Linked DNA regions of Ovis aries: region 2 is linked to region 1. Evidence: chromatin contacts called from public Hi-C data. All regions are on one chromosome and are shown on one strand. The core of a region is the stretch at or near the end of the contact, and the rest is flanking DNA. Distances in the headings are between cores, read along the strand shown.

Evidence for each region. A called contact is a pair of places that touch in the nucleus more often than the background predicts.
Region 2: a Hi-C map of mixed tissues shows a contact between it and region 1, with 4 times the contacts expected there. The contact joins two enhancer-like sites. A contact is called at or near these places in 2 of 16 Hi-C or Micro-C datasets (liver and mixed tissues).

The regions. Positions count from the first base shown.
Region 1 is chr20:44,179,713-44,184,847 of ARS-UI_Ramb_v3.0, reverse strand. The region is part of intron 1 of NEDD9 (neural precursor cell expressed, developmentally down-regulated 9); the gene reads right to left. Among named protein-coding and RNA genes, the nearest start is that of NEDD9, 120 kb to the right of the region's middle. Within about 2 kb of position 2,122, at least 9 of the 54 cell types and tissues checked have an H3K27ac peak or open chromatin away from gene starts, as enhancers often do.
Region 2 is chr20:44,357,771-44,363,189 of ARS-UI_Ramb_v3.0, reverse strand. No RefSeq gene overlaps it. Among named protein-coding and RNA genes, the nearest start is that of SMIM13, 26 kb to the left of the region's middle. Within about 2 kb of position 3,534, at least 15 of the 54 cell types and tissues checked have an H3K27ac peak or open chromatin away from gene starts, as enhancers often do.

The DNA of each region.
Region 1 (5,135 bases), core at 873-3,372:
CTCTCAAAGGTCCCACTTCCTAAAACCATCACGCTGAGGGTTAGGTTTCAACATTTGAATGGCAGAGCCACAAAGCATTCATTCTATGGCGATTATTTAATACAGTGTAGCAGTGAGGCAGGATGATTTAAGAGCCTTTTATCTCCATGCGGAAGGCTGCAGAAATAAAGAGCTCAACGATGTTTAAATGGAAATTGACAGTTCCATAATGAATGTTTGACTGGAGGAAACGAGGGTGTTTAAAGCTGATCTCCTGAGATAAGCAGAAAGAGAGGGGCTCCACCTCCTTCCCATAAGGACCCCTGTGCCGGTCTCTGAAAAGTGACACTAGACCAGTCTTGCCACAAATCTTTGGGTTTATCTCATTCAGCCACTCTTGCTGTGGAACAGAGGTGAGCTAATCTCCTAAGTGAGTTTGCCATTTACCGTTTGACACAAATAGTTTTTCCACATTAGTGTTAAAACAGGCTGAGAAACACAGACCTCCCTGGGAAGAAGTGGCAGTGGCCCCATGGCAGCAGCAAGCCCAGGCCTATGGGGTGGGGGCTGGAGTTCAAATGCACCAAGAGCTGTTTTTACACTGATCCACTCTAAGTCTTTGAGTGCAATGGCTGATTATTGGGTCAACAAACATGAAAAGCTTTGTCACTGGCCCAAGTTTGAACCAGAAGCAACATGTCTTTCACGAGCATTTGAGGATGAAAGATCTAAGATTAAAACAGAAAATCTTGGTCCCAGTAAGCACCATTTGAGGGTCTTTGTTCACACGTGTTTTGCCCTAAAAGAAAAAGTAAAGCAAGAAGACCTACGAAATGTCCTTGATCTTTTTCTCAGCCCAGGGTTGTAAACCCTGAGTTACCTCATGCGTCCACTACAGGAACTGTAGGGTAGGGTTTCCAATGGGACGTTGAGCTTGTAGCTTAGTAAAATGATGACACTCATAAACGGTGGTGCAGTGAACAAAGGTTCAGGGAACATTTGACTGAGTGCACGTTTGACCATATCATCCTTCTTAGACCCTTGAGACTCATCAGAGGCTCTCTATTACCTGCAGGATGGGGGCGGGGGTCTCCTGGTTAGTACCTACGACTCTCACCTTTGCTTCCAACCCCCTGAGGTTCTTCCAGTTCTTCAAACGCTTCATGCTTTCTTGTAATCCCACCCCTTAGCATGCACTGTTAGCTCACAGTCATATGCACCTTCCCTGAGAAACCAACCTCGACAGCCCTTGAATTAGCTTCTCCTTTGCACTCTGTGCTACATTTCATTATAGCATCCGTCGAGTCCTACTGAAATTACCTCCCAAGTCAACTGTGAGCTTCCTGAAGCCAGGGCTGGGGGCTAGGTTACAGTGGTCCATACACTTTCCCAACACCTAATCCAATGCCAGGCACAAAAGGAGGAGCAGGTCCATAAATGCTCAATGAGGAAACAAGTGATTCCAATTAACTGTGCATGACGGAGAGCTTTTTGATAAAGGTGCATCCCACATTTTCTCTTTGGCAGAATACTATGAGACTGCCTCGTTATCAGCTCCACATAAGGGATAGTCCTAAACTCCCTGGTTTCCCTTAAGACAGAAAGAAAGTAAGAAGGGAAATCGCTCATACACTTTGGGAAAAGAACAAAGAAGAAGGGAAGGAAGGAAGGTAGGAAGGTCCTTGGCTTCTGAAAGTCTACCTCAGGTGCAAGAGAAGAGATTATTTATATTCTGCTCGGAAACTTGACCCATGAACATAAAGAAAGAAAGTGACTGAAATTTATTACTTTACATTCATAAGATGAAAAGGAGTCTTTCAGCTCCTCATTGGTCAATAGACTCAAGTTATATTTCAACCATAAACCTTTTCTAAAGAAGCCCAGGAGTGTAGGTAGGAGCTGCATTAGACAATGGAGACCGAGCTGCACCTATTGTGCAGTGCCTGATTAATTAGTCTGTTGCCCAATACCGCCACTTTTCATTTTTTGGAAATGAATAAGCTGTATTATTAGCCTCCACTGGACTTATTGTGCCTCACGGGGACTGAGGCCCCTCTTGGAAAGGGCCGCTCCTTGTCCTCCCCCTGTCACTGTGCAAAGACAAAGCCCTGTGGAGAAGGAGGAGCCAGGACAAGCCGCCCTCCCAGGACGCCGGGACGAGGTCAGGGGAGTGACCGGTGCAGAGGCGGACAGGGCCGCACTGCGCAGGGAGGCTTGCCCACGTGGTGGAGAAGGCTGTCTCTGCTTGCATCTCTCTGAGACAGCTCATCAGGTGCGGCTGGATTTGGGACTGCCAGCAGCTGTGTTTAGGGGTGCCTTTGTCTTATCTACCCACATCCTTTGAGGATTTCAGGGCAGGCCATTTTTATCTCTCTTAATGAATGCCCTGGCAGTTTCTGAACACGGGGCTGTGTTTGCATGCCCTGAGGAGTGTTTATTTTCACCGCTGTTGAGATTGACTAGGACACGTATTCACGGACTCCTTTTGGATGTCTTTTTTTCTCTGACCTTCCCTCCAGTTCAGACCTGAACAGGAAGACAACTGCAGGGAGAAAAGTTTCTGCCCGGAAGTTGGGGTTTCCTGGTTTTCTCTTTTTTTTTTTTTTTCACACCTTAACAGCTCATCAGTCACCTCAGCATACTATTTGTAGTCCTTAAACAGTTTGCAAATCTGTCCTCTAGGTTGGCTAAATAAATACGTCACATCAGTTAAAATTCAGGTTATACAAATTCACTTAGTGGAATAGGGAAATAAGATATATAGAGTGGAAAAATCAGGTTACAAAAAATAGTCTGAGTAAATGATTATAGATGCTCACATATATGATCTTGAAAAAAAAATCTAATAGTATACACACAAAAACAATCATGCTTACTCCTGGACTGGAATTAAGGAGTTTGGGGATTCTAGAAGTTTGTTTTACTTCATACACATTTAAAGATTTTTCCAATGAGCTTGCATTAACTTGCATAATCTGGAAAATAATACAAAATTTTAAGCAAATGAAATGTACGCTTGCTAACAGGGGGAGACAAGTCTTCCTTCTCCTCTCTCTTTCTGTCATCACAACCTTGGTTCATCGCTCACTGTTTCCCTCATCTACAAAAATTTCTTTGCATGTTACCCTCTGCTTAATCTTCCACCTTTATCCACTTTCTTTCAGAAAGGTCTTTCTATAAAGGAAATCTGACCAAGTAACTCCTCTAAATGCTCCAGGGTTTCCTGCAGGATGAGTGAGTGAGTGAAAGTCGCTCAGTCCTGTCCGACTCTTTGCAACCCCCGGGCCTATACAGTCCATGGAATTCTCCAGGCCAGAATACTGGGAGTGGGTAGTCTTTGCCTTCTGCGGGGGATCATCCCAACCCAGGGACTGAACCCTAGTCTCCCACACTGCAGGCAAATTCTTTACCAGCTGAGTCAAAAAGGAAGCCCAAGAATACTGGCGTGGGTAGCCTATCCCTTCTCCAGAAGATCTTCCAGGCCCAGAAATTGAACCAGGGTCTCCTGCATTGCAGGTGGGTTCTTTACCAAATGAGCTATCAGGGAAGCCCTCCTACAGAATAAGGCAGTTCAAAACCCTCAGGCTGATGGCTGAAATGCTTCAGAACCTCAGCAGCATCTGAGGGTCAGTGCCAACTCCTGGGTTTCCAATCCTGGTCAGCGGTCACCGGAAGGCAGGATGAGTCTTTCCTGCTTTGAACGCAGCATCCCCTTCTCCTCCTTGTCTCCTCTCCCTGCCCTCACCCACTTCCTTTATCTCTGAGCCAACCCTCAAGAGTCAACCCCAGCATCACCTGTCACAGGAAGGCTTTCTCGCCTAACGTTAGGGGTCTTTTCTTGTTCATGTCTCTATACAAGCACTTACAACATCTTATAATTATTACTTTGGGTGTCTCTTTTCCACACCTGAAGGGAAGGAGGATCCTCTGTCCAACTCTACTCAGCTCTCAGAGCAGTGTCAGGCACAAGTAGGTGCTTAATAGACATTAAAGATAGACTATACCCTTGGCTGGTGTGGACGGGATGTGAGCGTGTGAGGGAATCAGTTCTACTGATTTATTGTTGTGACTGTGCTGCTGCTGCTGCTAAGTCGTTTCAGTCGTGTCCGACTCTGTGTGACCCCATAGACGGCAGCCCGCCAGGCTCCCCCGTCCCTGGGATTCTCCAGGCAAGAACACTGGAGTGGGTTGCCATTTCCTTCTCCAACGCATGAAAGTGAAAAGTGAAAGTGAAGTCGCTCAGTCGTGTCCGACTCTTAGCTACCCCATGGACTGCAGAAACTATTAATTCTTCATTAACCAAGTTTAGCCTTTCTGTTTCCTCAGAGGATAGTAATGCCCTCAAAAATGGTAAGGTAATTGACCATGCCAGCATTTATCCACTTTATACACTTGGGGCGTGAGGAGGTGTGCTTTATAGACACATTTCAATACACTTCCCCTCTGCAGCAAGGTAAGTCTGGATAAGCTAAGGTTACCTGGGGCTATGGGTTGAATTGTGTCCCCCTTGACCACCTGACCTGCCTCTTGAGAAACCTGTATGCAGGTCAGGAAGCAACAGTTAGAACTGGACATGGAACAACAGACTGGTTCCAAATAGGAAAAGGAGTATGTCAAGGCTGTATATTGTCACCCTGCTTATTTAACTTATATGCAGAGTACATCATGAGAAACGCTGGGCTGGAAGAAACACAAGCTGGAATCAAGATTGCAGGGAGAAATATCAGTTACCTCAGATATGCAGATGACACCACCCTTATGGCAGAAAGTGAAGAGGAACTAAAAAGCCTCTTGATGAAAGTGAAAGAGGAGAGTGAAAAAGTTGGCTTAAAGCTCAACATTCAGAAAACGAAGATCATGGCATCTGGTCCCATCACTTCATGGGAAATAGATGGGGAAACAGTGGAAACAGTGTCAGACTTTATTTTGGGGGGCTCCAAAATCACTGCAGATGGTGATTGCAGCCATGAAATTAAAAGACGCTTACTCCTTGGAAGGAAAATTATGACCAACCTAGATAGCATATTCAAAAGCAGAGATATTACTTTACCAACAAAGGTCTGTCTGGTTAAGGCTATGGTTTTTCCAGTGGTCATGTATGGATGTGAGAGTTGGACTGTGAAGAAAGCTGAGCAGCGAAGAATTGATGCTTTTGA
Region 2 (5,419 bases), core at 2,285-4,784, 180 kb before region 1:
ACTCCTTAATATACAGTGGGCTTCCCTGGTGGCTCAGATGGTAAAGAATCCACCTACGATGCAGGAGACCTGGGTTTGATCCCTGGGCTGGGAAGATCCCCTGGGGAACGGAACAGCTACCCACTCCAGTATTCTGGCCTGGTGAATTCCGTGGACTACAGTCCATGGGGTTGCAAAAGAGTCAGACACGACTGAGCGACTTTCACTAATATACAGCAAGCAACCTGTAACTTCACCCTGCTTCTCTTCTTTCCTCACTTCTTGCTCTCCTTTGTAGCAAAGTAACCCTTCTATTGACAGCTTGGTCCAGGAGTTGTCAGTTCACTGAAAACAGTTGAAATGGGGAGTCACAAAGCATTCACATTCATCCTGCAGTATTTTGAGGAAAAGTCAAGGCTTTTTTCACCGATTATAGATCCCTGAGTTCAATCTCAGTTTCTTTGCAAAAGCCAGTCTTATAATCTGGTGGTCTCTAGTTTCATCCTCTTTAAAATTGGAACAAGAACAGAACCTTGCGAAGATTTTTACTGGAGTGTTTTTCTATGTTTTACAGTTGCCTGGCTTGCCCCCAGACAGACAAGACTTTTTGTATCTTGCTGTTATTGCTGTTTGGGCATTCAGTCATGTCTGACTCCTCTGCCACTCCATGATGGTGGCCTGCCAGGCTCCTCTGTCCATGGGATTTCCCAGGCAAGAACCCTGGAGTGGCTTGCCATGTCTTCCTGCCCAGGTTCTCTTCCTCGCCCAGGGGTTGAACCCAGGTCTCCTGCATTGCAGACAGATTCTTTAGCATCTGAGTCACCAGGGGAGACCTCCAAGTTTTTCAAAACATTTAACTAGGTTTTCATAGAAACAGCAACCCTTTTCTCACACTCATGGCTTGTTGTAATATTTAATTACATAATTACAAGATCTGAGATGACTGACCTAAGAAGGCTTGGAAACCGTTTGGGTTAAAAGTCATTTGGTGACAAAAATATGTGAACCGTACAAGAGTCTAACCCTCTATCCTTAATCATGTAGCCCACCCGGGGCAGAGACGGTGCATCTCACATACCGGAGCAAATGAAAGCCTCAGCGGGTATCTCCTCCCCCTTCCTGCATGGAACCTTCGAACCTGTGTGCTATCTCTTCCGATCCCCCCCACCCCCGCTGGCCCCACCCCGCATTCGAGGACAGACCCCTCTGCTGGTGTGACCTGAATTTCTCCTCCGGCACTCTGGATCCCCTTACACCTTTTCAGCCAAGTAACACTCAGTTATTCTGTACCCTCGATGGCTCTCTGTCACCTGGGTCATCCTCTTCGACGTCCAAGCATGTTCAATAAACACTCTGCCTCGAAAGAAAGAAGGAAAGGCCCCTCCGGCTCTCTCCCCTCACCACGCCACACTGGACTTCTCTAAGGACGTGTCTCCATGACCCTGGTGCCAAATCTGAGGGACAGTTTCCAGTCCTCAGCTTTGCCTGACTTCCCAACAGCATTCGTGTGGTTGGTTGCTCGTCCCTTCTCTGTTCCTTGAAGGCTTCTCCTCCTTTGGATCTTTCTTTGTGTATTTATTTGGCCACATTAGGTCTTAGTTGCGGCACGTGGGATCTCCAGTTGAAGCACGTGCGGTCTAGTTCCCCGACCAGGGATCGAACGTGGGCCCCCTGTATTGGGAGCACAGGGTCTTAGCCACTGGACCACCAGGGATGTCCTCCTTTGGTTTTTCATGGTACTAGATTCTGCCTCCATTGGTTTTAAGCCTTCTCTCGTTTGCAGGCTTATCCTGCAGTGACCTGTCCAAGCTCGTTGGGGCTACGTTCTTGCCCGCTTTTCCTTCCCGTCTCCCCGGGCAGTCCTGTTTGTGACTTCAGCCTCCGCCTCTCCCCCAGTGGAGCCACATTCCAGGCTTCTGAGACAGCGACCTCCTCGGCGTCTCCTCTTGGTTTCCTTGAACTGTGGTCACACCCCACGTCTTCAACCGCCTTGGACACTGACGTCTTACCAGCTTCCCTGTTGACTCTTGTGAAGCCGACAAAACAGGTGTCACTCCTGACCCATCTTTCAGGTCACTGATTCAGCCTATCAAAGTCTGGTTGATTTTGCTTCTGAAATAGCTCTTGAAACCTTCTCTACTTTTCTCCATTTTTTCCCCCACTATCTGTAGGCAATGAAGTGTAGTAGCCAAGAGGGTGGTCTCTGCAATTAGACCTCTGCGTGCCTCATTTTTCATCTGTACAGTGGGTGTAATAATAGTATCTGTCTCATAGGGGTCTCTGCAAGCCTCATTTTTCATCTGTACAATGGGTGTAATAATAGTATCTGTCTCATAGGGTTTCTGTTAGGATTAAATGAGTGAACCCACACAAAGCAATTAGTGCCCAGTATGTGGAGTTGGAGAAGGAAATGGCAACCCACTTCAGCATTCTTGCTTGGGAAATCTCACGGACAGAGGAGCCCAGCAGGCTTCATTCCATGGGGTGGCAAGAGTCGGACACGATTTGGCGACTAAAGCACCACCACTATAGTATGGGGGAATTCCCTGCCACTAATGCCCACCTGGACCTGCAGAGCAGCTCCTCAAATTCATTACAGTCCCTCTGCAGCCTTCTCCTTGTCACCAGAATAATCTTTTTGAAACTCAACTACGACTCTGTCGGCTCCTTGCATATAGCATGGGAATGGCTTCCCGTTGCCCCCAGAGAAAGGGTGGAAAAGCCTTAACACACTTGGGGACATGGCAGGACTTCACTCACCAGCTTCTCCAGCAGCATCAGGCACCCCTGCCTTCCCTGAGCCCACACTCTGCCCTGGGCCTCCTCTCAGCTCCACGATCACTTTGATCACCTGCACCCTTGTTCCCGCGTCCCTGCTCGGGCTCTCGCCCCTCCCCTGGTCTCCTAGTCATTTGTCCGGTTGCAGCTCAAAGTCGCTTTCTCAGGCAGCGTCTTTGAACACCACCCAGACCATTTCCAGGCAGTCCCTTGGTTACACAGAGTAGTCCTCCTCTCTTCCAGACAAGAGTCGGACACTTGGGCTTCCCTGGTGGCTCCGTGGTCGAGAATCTGCCCAGCATTGTAGGAGACACGGTGCGATCCTTAGGCCTGGAAGAGCCCATGGAGAAGGAGATGGCAACCCACTCCAGTATCGCCTGAGAAATCCCGTGGACAGAGGAACCCTGGTGGGCTGCAGTCCATGAGGTTGCAAAGAGTCGGACACGACTGAGCGACTAAACAACAAAGTGGATTTATTTAAGCTCCATTTCATTTTCCATATCCCCTCTGTTGAATTAATCAATGTAGCAGTATAAGATAGAACTTACAACTGCATATTCAATCTTTTGGTTGGAATCTGAGGGACTTAATTCCTGCTCTGTCAGCATCTCCTGAAAATGGTGGTTGTTTTGTTTAATCAACAAACGCAGAAGTGTATGTTACTGAGATGCTTAGTTTTCAAGCCCCTGACTCCTGTGCGTTTTGTGTCCATAACTCCTCCATCCCTTCTGAGAAGGTCCAAGGAGCCCGTCGAAATGGTCGGAACAGCAGCTTCTGACCACAAGATGGCGTCAGATTTCAGGAATTAGCCAGAGTCCATTGCCTGTCGGGGTGTGTTCCTTTAAGAAGACGTTAAAGGGTTTGATAATTATGTGGCACCGTGTTTTGCGTCATAGGTATTTAGCTTAATCCCCTTTACCTAAAGCAGCTAAGTGAGCGTATAAATCTTTGATCAGACTGGAAGGGGAGGGGGGTTATTCATCGCTAGGTCAGGACAGATGTAAACCAGGGCTATTCGGGCTGTCCAGGGACTTCTTTCCACTCCATTTAGAGCGGAGGCCAGCCAGATGACAATGTATTTACAGACCCTCCGATGAGGGCTTGAAGTCAGAGACAGAGGAGCCCTCCCAAACAGCGCCTGAACTCCACCGACAAAAGTGTGACTCCAGAAACCAGTCAGTTTCAGGAGGGGTGGGGAGAAGGATGCTTGGTCCAAAGGCCCCCATGTTTACTTGTGGGTGCAGCATCCTTACCTTGGGGATATGCCTTAGGACCATAAGGGCTCTGTGTAGATAGGAAGTGCCTTTGATTTGCCCAGGAGCCTGGCAGGCTGCAGCCCGTGGGGTAGGTTGCAAGAGTCGGGCACGACTTAGCTCACTAATAACTGCAGCTTAGCTAACTAAACAACAGCAACAGCAGTTTCATATCTTGCGTTCCCAAGCTCTGTGGGATTGAGGAAGGCAAGGAACATGTCACCCCTCCTTTATAAAAGAGATTGAGGTTCAAGCGGGTGAAGTAACTCGGCCGTGTGTGTGATGGTGCCAAACCCTGGACCCCCGCCTTGTTACTTAGAGAAGGGAAACTGTTTCTTTTTAATTTAAAGCATCCAAATCACCTTAGGTCATTCAGCACAGAGGAGAACGTGTAATGTTCAAATACAAACACGGCACGCAGCCCACACCTGTAAGAGCCTGCCCAGCGGGATAAGCTCGTGGAGAAAGTCACCGTGTGTCTCCTTTCTCCTCTGCGCTCCAGACCACGGCCGGCCTCTGTGTCCTGAGGGCTGGCCTTCCTCACCCCAGGAGGGTCTCAGCAAGCTGGGCTCACTGGGGTTCTGATGGTCCAGCAGGGAGAGGGACCTGCAGTGGGTCAATGGGAAAGGGACACTTGGGGAGAGTGACCCAGTTGGCTTCCCGGGGACCAAAGGCCGAGCTGTGTGTCCTGTTCTCACGCAGCCCTGGGAGGTGGCAGGCCTCCGATGGGGGTGACCTGCGGGTTCTGGGGATCCGAAGGCTTGGCTCAGGGTTTGGAAAGTGCAGCCAGCTTTCCTCCGGCCACGCTGGGGCCGGGGAGTGATGCTGGGAGTGGATCTCACGGGGCGGATGGTGAGCATCTCAGAGGCAGTCCTGAGGGACTGAAGAGTGAAGGTTCCTTTTGCTGAGGTTCTGGCTCTCAGGGAGGGAGCTGGGTTGGCCTGTAGTGACTAAGACTGAATGTCTCACCAGCCGTGGTGGAGAGCTCAGAGTCACAGCTCATTTGGTTTAGACAAAACAATGCAAAACAAAACACGAGACGAGTCTCGCACTGAGTGTTGTCACCTTAACCCGTCCTTGCTAATGATTACAAGTAAGAACAAGCTTGCAGAGCTCTTCCCCAGACCAGAGACAAACACAGGGAGAACCCCACAGCCCTGGGCTTTCTCGTATCTTCCTTCGAATCTCGCATCCTGGGTCCTTGCTCTGTGCTCTCAGACCCAAACGCAGGTCATTTTGCCTGGTCACCTCCTCTGGCCTTTAATTCCCCCCTTCCCACTCACCCCACTTCCTGGTTATCTGACCTGCTAGTGCCCGCAGAGTCACCAAGATGCTAAATGCAGACTCTGGGCCTCTTCCTCATTTCAGTTGACTTGACTCAGAGTCCCAGGCAGGTCAGAACTAAGAAT